Linked DNA regions of Arabidopsis thaliana: region 2 is linked to region 1. The links are chromatin contacts, called in public targeted proximity ligation maps. All regions are on one chromosome and are shown on one strand. The core of a region is the stretch at or near the end of the contact, and the rest is flanking DNA. Distances in the headings are between cores, read along the strand shown. Region 1 holds the start of MOS1 (modifier of snc1). Region 2 holds the start of AT4G24780 (Pectin lyase-like superfamily protein).

Region 1 (3,618 bases), core at 344-2,843:
GATAAAGGTATGTATAACAATGTGTTTATATTGGATTACGAACCTAACTCATGTACTTAACTCATAAATATTACCAATCACGATTTTAAGAAATTGAATTTTTAATCCTAGTAGACAAATTCTAAACTGAGACTACCTATCAAAATACCTGTAGAATTGCAGGCAGAGGATCAAAAGGTCACAGAACAAATTGGCCACAGTGAAAGGATCGCTAGAAGGCTTTTTATATGTAAACTGAAAAAGAAGAATGTGTAATTAGGTCGAAGCTCTTTGTTTGTTTCTCTCCACGATAAAAGATATTTCCCATTGGGAAAAAGTTATTGTATTTTGGCTTTGGCGTGAAGAGTTTCAGCTTTTCGGTTTGTCAATGGCAGACCTTGGAAACGACAGTACATGAACCGAGTGAGACACTGAATTTATTCAGGATCTCTGTTTACTAGTACAAGACTGGTGAATGCTTTATGTGTAACAATATTTTCTAGATTTACGTCACTTCTCTGTTTTCACATCTAATTAGATTAGCTTAAGGCTCATTATATTGACTATGTAATATTTTGCCCTATATATGTTTAGTGTAATTTACACATTTGGACAAAACGATTTAGGGTGAAATTGTTGTAATAACATATTTTGGGGTGTTGATTGTGAAAGTAACAAAGAGAAGAAAATAATCTCTGCAAGGGTAACATTAAAATAGATAAATGATCCATGGACCAAAATCTACATATTGCCACGGCCCAAATTGTTCAAGAGTTTAGCAAAGATCATATGGGCTGGATCCAAGAGGTTTATTATATTTGGTCATTGTTCAAGTATATTTGTTTTTTTGTTTTCTTTTCATACATTACTGTTTATTGAATATGATTCTATCAAAGGTGAAGTTGTATAAAATGGGGTGGGATCATCATTTGTAAGCATTCAAGTGTCTCGTTCTCTAACTTTCTTAAGTTTGTTGGCTTTCTCTCTAACTCTTAAGTATCAATTTGGAGAAAAGCACGAAAATTTAAAATATGCTAAGACTACTCGTAATAAATTAATAAAAATCAAACTATGCATTATCTAAAATCTTCTGTATATAAAATTTACACAAAATTTTAAAATTTGAAAAAAAATAAGCTAGCGTTGAGCTCAAATCCGCTCAAGATCATCCTCTAGCACCATGTACACAGTGCATGTACGAACACTTCCAACCCTCGATTACAAAACACCGGATTAATATATGATCTTTCCTTAGAATGAGTGTACTCCACAAAGAAACATGAGAGGTTTGGAAGATAAACATAAGCATTACCCAAAAAACCTTATTCATTTGATCATGCCTGCCATCGTCTTACTTCCCTAAACATGTCCTTAAAATGAAGAAGTGAACCTACCACATAATTCAATTTCTCCCCCATTTTTAACATTCGTAAAATGTAAAAGAAAGGAAACTATTTTGTTAAGTATTGTTTTTATGGCTATCCTTTTTTTTTTTTTTTTTGTCAAACTATGGCTATCTTTTAAAATGGGTAGGTAAATATATAAATGATGTTAATGAATAATACTACTCTTTTAATTTATATATATATTTTTGTTTTTTGGAGATAGGTGATCCTTTATTCGCTCTATTTTATTTTAATCGGCATTCATTTTACAATTCACAGGAAAAAAAAAAAGAGAGAGAGGAAAAGCTGAGTAAAACCGTGCAGCCCTGAACTTCGACGCTTTCTCCTCTTTCAACCAATCCGTTGAACGTCGTCGTAATAAGCTTCATCTTCATCAATCATCATCACTTTCTTCTTTCTCCCACAGATCCTTCCTTTTCTCCTTCATCTTCCCCTTCTTCCTTTTCCCTCATCGCCCAGGAACACATCCGATCTGCACCCTCTTCGTTCGATTCTCACAATTAATATCTAGGGTTTGCGAGGACCCCCCCTCTCTATTCAAAAAAAGAGAGCAGATTTTCTCTATAATCCCCTTTGGTCAGTTTCTTCTCTACCTTTTTTTCCCCTTTGTATTCCAGAGGAATCGAGTGATGAGTTTATAGAATTATCGCATTTTGAAGTAATTTGGGTCCTTTTGTAGAGCTTGATTGACATTTCTGGAGACATTTGTATGTTTCAGAGCTCTTTTTTTGTTGCTGTTGTTGTTCTAGCAAGTTGATTGCGAAATTGTCAACATTCTGGGAATACGTCAATTGTTTTTTTAGTATTGCGGTCATTTAGTCTGGAACCTCTTTTGATTCCGCAGTTTGACGATCTTTCATACTTTTAGGTTTCTGTACCAATTTGATTGTCGAACATTGTCTTTCTGTTATGATGGTGAATTTTAGAAAGTATTTCAATTCATGTTGGAGAATTTGTATAGGCAGTCTGATTCTGCAACACATTTCACGGTAGCAGTGTTATAGCAATAGTTCTTCAGTGTCGGTCTTGTTTGATTCTTTGGGATTTGAGCTTCAAATTTCATTTGTGAATCTGATTCTGTATGTGACTTACAGGTTTCAAGTGGTGTAATTGGATCGTGTAGCTGCTTTTATAATGACCTCTAGCACGACAGGAGATCGAAGGTTTCTCTTCTTTCAACTTTATCTTTGTCATGAACTTTTCTATGTTTTTATACTGGATTATGGGTTATATATTGGCCTCTTTGCACGTTACTTGCATGATTTTTCTTTTGATTTGGCCTTTTCTTCATATGAATTACTTGTTTTCGTTGTGCTGTATATTCCAACTGTTGTTAAAATATAGAATCACTATATGTGCCTGGGGTATAGAAGGAAACTCAGGGTGTGGTTTTTCTTTCTTTGAAAGAGCTTGCTTGCATGATAGACATTCACCATGTATTTGTAATAATTTTATTCAACATTATTATTGATTTGCAACATGCCAACATCACCATTTAGATTAAAAGAAGGGAAAGTTGTAAAATGTGTGTAGAAAACATATGTAAAGAGCTGATCGTTTTTTTAATAAATTGTATAATCATTTATACTTTGCTCATTTACACTTAAAGAGCTTTGTATCCTCTGTGGTGATGATGAGAAATTACATGTGCTGGATATTAGCAGATGGGGTACTACAAGAAGAAGTGGCATGACTATATTGGGAAAGGTTGCTGTTCCAAAACCGATTAACTTACCAAGCCAAAGGTATTTGATGAGCGCATGATCACATTTAGACTTCATATATATGTATAATCTCGTTCCCTGAACACTTCTCTTCTGAATTTAAGGTTAGAGAACCAAGGCCTTGACCCAAATGTAGAAATTGTTCCAAAGTAAGTTTGTACCTGTTTGAGATGCTATTTCCCTCATTCTTTTTCGTCCTCAAATTTTAGATGGTTTAATTTTCTTCTGGACATCTATTTTAGGGGAACACTTAGTTGGGGCAGTAAATCATCACTGAATGCTTGGGGGACATCATCCTTGTCACCACGAACTGAAAGTGGCCCTGGTTCACCAAGCCACCTCAGTAATCGACCTTCTTCTGGTGGAAGTGTCACTCGACCTTCAACTGCCGATAGTAACAAAGCACATGACTCTTCTTCTTCTGTTGCATGGGATTCGAACTCGCGGCCTTCATCAGCATCTGGGGTGTTTCCATCTAATCAGCCATCAGTTGCACTACAGCGTCCACA
Region 2 (3,604 bases), core at 721-3,220, 40 kb after region 1:
TATTCTCCTTCAATTTTACCCGAATAAACAAACAAAAAAAAGAGTAAATCAAGGGATTAAGAAAGTCTTACTACACTACTTAATCCCCCTTAATTGGTGGCTTTAATTGCCTTTTCCTATATAATAATGGGGTAAAAACTTAAGTGTGACCACTAAGCCACAATCAGCAACGGGAACCTTTACGGCAATTCAGTGCACCAGAAGTAGACGTCAATGGTCCAACTAGAGAAGACGGTTTAGCCCCAAGGCTCGAAGCCTTTGCATAGCTAGACGAGGCTGCACCACCAGACGGAGTAAAAAACGCACCGTTTAGCAACAAATCTCCGGAAGATCTCCAATTCCATCTCTTCCACTCGCTCTCAGGCGCGTCCTCATGCTTAGTCACTTCTTTGCTAAATCTGATATTGGGTGCCAAAAATCTGTTCCCTTGACTATTGATTGTAGGATTAGCACTTCCACCAATCGCATACATCTCCCAATGTGTGTAGTCATTGTTCACCACATGGAAGTATCCATGTCTACACCTACACAACAACAATACAATGGTCCCAAAATTAATCTATATCCATGGTCACAATCACATTAACTACTAACACAAAGTGATTTTTTATTTACCTGGGCATTCTTTGGACAAGGCCTTCACCAAAATGGTTAAAAGCAATGGTAACTTGCATATTCTTGTCACGACTGTAAGTATCACTATGACCAAGCAACATGACCTTATCATGATGTGTCATATGATTGTTAGACAAAGTGATAGCCGTCGAGCCCATGATAGCATCAATAAGTCCATCTTCACAGTTAGAGAACGAACAATGGTCAACCCAAACATGACTTCCTCCAAAGATAGAGACACCATCACCGTCCGATATCGTTCTCCACCCGAAATGCCGTGGAGAGCTCCGCACCATAGCGTTGCCACCTTGCTTGCAATCATGGATATGAATCCCATGGATGATAATGTTGGTCACGTACTGGATCGTTATACAAGGCCCACCAGAGATGTGTACGGAAGCACCACGGCCATCGATGGTCTTGAATGAGTTCATGATTAGCTCTTCTTTGAGCTGAATCGTCATGTCTCGTTGGAAGATGATCCAGAGTGGCTCGTCTTGGACCACGGCGTGTCTTAAAGTTCCGGGCTTGGGGCTAACTGGGTTGTCGTTTCCTGAGTCGGTGACCACGTAGATCCGACCGTCACGGCCACCGATGGCGTTTTTGCCGAATCCAATGGCGCAGTCAGCGAGACGTTGACGGTGTTGCTCCCAGTGAGGGTCACAACGCCAACAGTCGTCGATTGGGTTACCGGTCGTACATGAGAGGTAACCTAACTTCCTTCTTCCTGCAACCGACGCATTAATGCTCCTGCAACAACACAAACACATTGCAAACTTTTGTTAGAAAAACAGAGACTTTTCAAAATGGTCCCATTTTTGTAAAGGCGAGAACTTTGTAACACTATGCTCAAATTGGTTTGTAAAGGTGAGAACTTTGTAACACTATGCTCAAATTGGTTTGTAAAGGCGACAACTTTGTAACGCTAGGCTCAAATTGGGTTTCCATAAAAAGCAGAAATTTAAAGGAGAAGTGGGTTTCAAGTAAATGTGAAGGAAGGGTTAAGGAAAAAAGATGAAAGATTCATACTTGTGAACTTCTTCAACGACAGATTCAGGGTCAGGAACTGGTGAAGATAAGAACAATGGAGCATAGAGAAGAAAGGAGACAATGGTGATAAAGAGCTTCTTCGTCTGCATTTTCATTTCTCTCTCTCTCTCACTTGGATTACAGTACTGTCTCTCTCTCGGATTGTGGTGAGAGAAGAGGGAAGCGAAGGAAGACAGAGGAAATAAGTATTGAGTGGAGAATACAGAGAAGAGGAAATTTTGGGGGTTTATATAAAGAGAAAAAGGACCTCTATACTATTTGTTATTGGAATTTTTAAGGTTTAGGTCCCACTTTTTTTTTTTTAAATCATCTTTAGTTAAAAAAAAACCTTATACTATAATAATGCCTAGGAGGTAGGAACAAATAATATGGTTACATCCGTTACTCAAATCTAATTGTTGACAAAAAACTAAATAAAAAGCCTCCAATCTAATTAGGTCGATATGGTGTACTTTTCAAATAACTTCCACATGACCTGTTTAGCCCAATATATACATTATAGATCCAGGGAGTTGGTGTTAAGTTAGTTAAGTATAAGGATCCATATCAAGTAACCATTATATAGTTTATAACAATATATATTTGCATGTATTTATAATTGTATATTAATGTGTATTTTCATACATTTTAGAACAGTAAAGTCGGCATTGAGAAAAGTTTGACTTTTTCTTGATTGGGCATGTAGAACATGCTTCAGCTTTGTTCTGACCTATGAACTCATGAATTTAATTGTGTATCTACCTCATGGCCTTTCACAAATTTCCAATATATCTTCCATTTGCAAATTGTTTGAACATGCATGTTCTACATTGTCGTGTAGGGGAGGAAGACATCGACGTGCCCTCTTTTAAGTCAAGATAAAGAAGCTGGTGGTGGGAACTAGCGATTCAACCATATCCACTAAGCGTGTATGGGGTATGCCAAGAGCCGTGGATTTGGTAAGTAGTAATGGTTGAGTCGAAGCACTTGTCAGTCAGTTACCTCAGAACTCCGTTTCTTAAACAACATTCTTTATGCATCAAGTGGGATATATATATTAATTATGTTCCAATCTTTCCAAATATACCATAGAATCGAAGAAAATTATCGAATAGCATCATTTGTTCCCACCAAGTTTCTTAGCTCTTCAAAGGGATATTTCGATGATGGAAGACGATTGGAGGACGAGGGAATCTTCAAAATATGTTTTAGTTAGATATTTCTATACTTTTAAATAGATTGTTGCACTGTATATGCTTTACTAATTGCTCCTACCAATAGTTTGATACACTAAATAATTCGTGCGGCACCATTGGGCACTTGCGGAATATAAGAATTTAAAATGTAAAATCTTCCCCAAACGATTTGGATCCTATTGCATTCACATAAAGTATGATGACAACTTTTAAAGTGTGGGATACAGTTTGGTAAATTTTATATCAATATTGCGGGGTTCCTTGTATTATTAGCACATAGCATATAACTCCGATCCAAAGAATTCACTAGGCTTTACTTATAGTTGCATATATTAATTGCAAAACAAAATTAAATAACCATTGGAAAGTTTACGTATCATAGCAGTTATCTGAATATAAACTTTTATTATTCAGAGAAATAAGATTTCCAACCATAGTAATAGTACTACAGCAACATGTCATTCGAGTGGGATATCAAGGGAAAAGGAAGATAAATGATTTAACGTACATGTCAAGTAATCTAGAAACACAAATAGAAAAACAAATAATGGAATGAGATGATGAGAAAGAAAACAGTAGAATCATGTAATAAAATGTCGGGAACACACATTTAATAAGTCGTAATGATTCTATTGAAGATAATTGTCCTTGCATGATCTCCGCCATATATCATTTAAATTTCAATATCCGTATATCTCTATGGACACCTAACTTTTAGATAGGGACTGAATGATATTATAGTGTTGAGGGAATTTTTTAAATAG

What was found.
Region 2: a targeted proximity ligation map of shoot shows a contact between it and region 1, with 11 read pairs.

Annotation. Positions count from the first base shown.
Region 1 is chr4:12,730,906-12,734,523 of TAIR10.1, forward strand. It overlaps MOS1 (modifier of snc1), which reads left to right and starts at 1,594. Exons shown (of 10, transcript NM_001341692.1): 1 at 1,594-1,961; 2 at 2,480-2,548; 3 at 3,050-3,130; 4 at 3,214-3,258; 5 at 3,352-3,618. The coding sequence starts at 2,520. It overlaps TAR2 (tryptophan aminotransferase related 2), which reads right to left and starts at 426. Exons shown (of 6, transcript NM_202879.2): 1 at 149-426.
Region 2 is chr4:12,770,468-12,774,071 of TAIR10.1, forward strand. AT4G24780 (Pectin lyase-like superfamily protein) reads right to left here and starts at 1,971. Exons shown (of 3, transcript NM_118611.3): 1 at 1,645-1,971; 2 at 616-1,365; 3 at 1-524. The coding sequence starts at 1,760. The coding sequence ends at 164.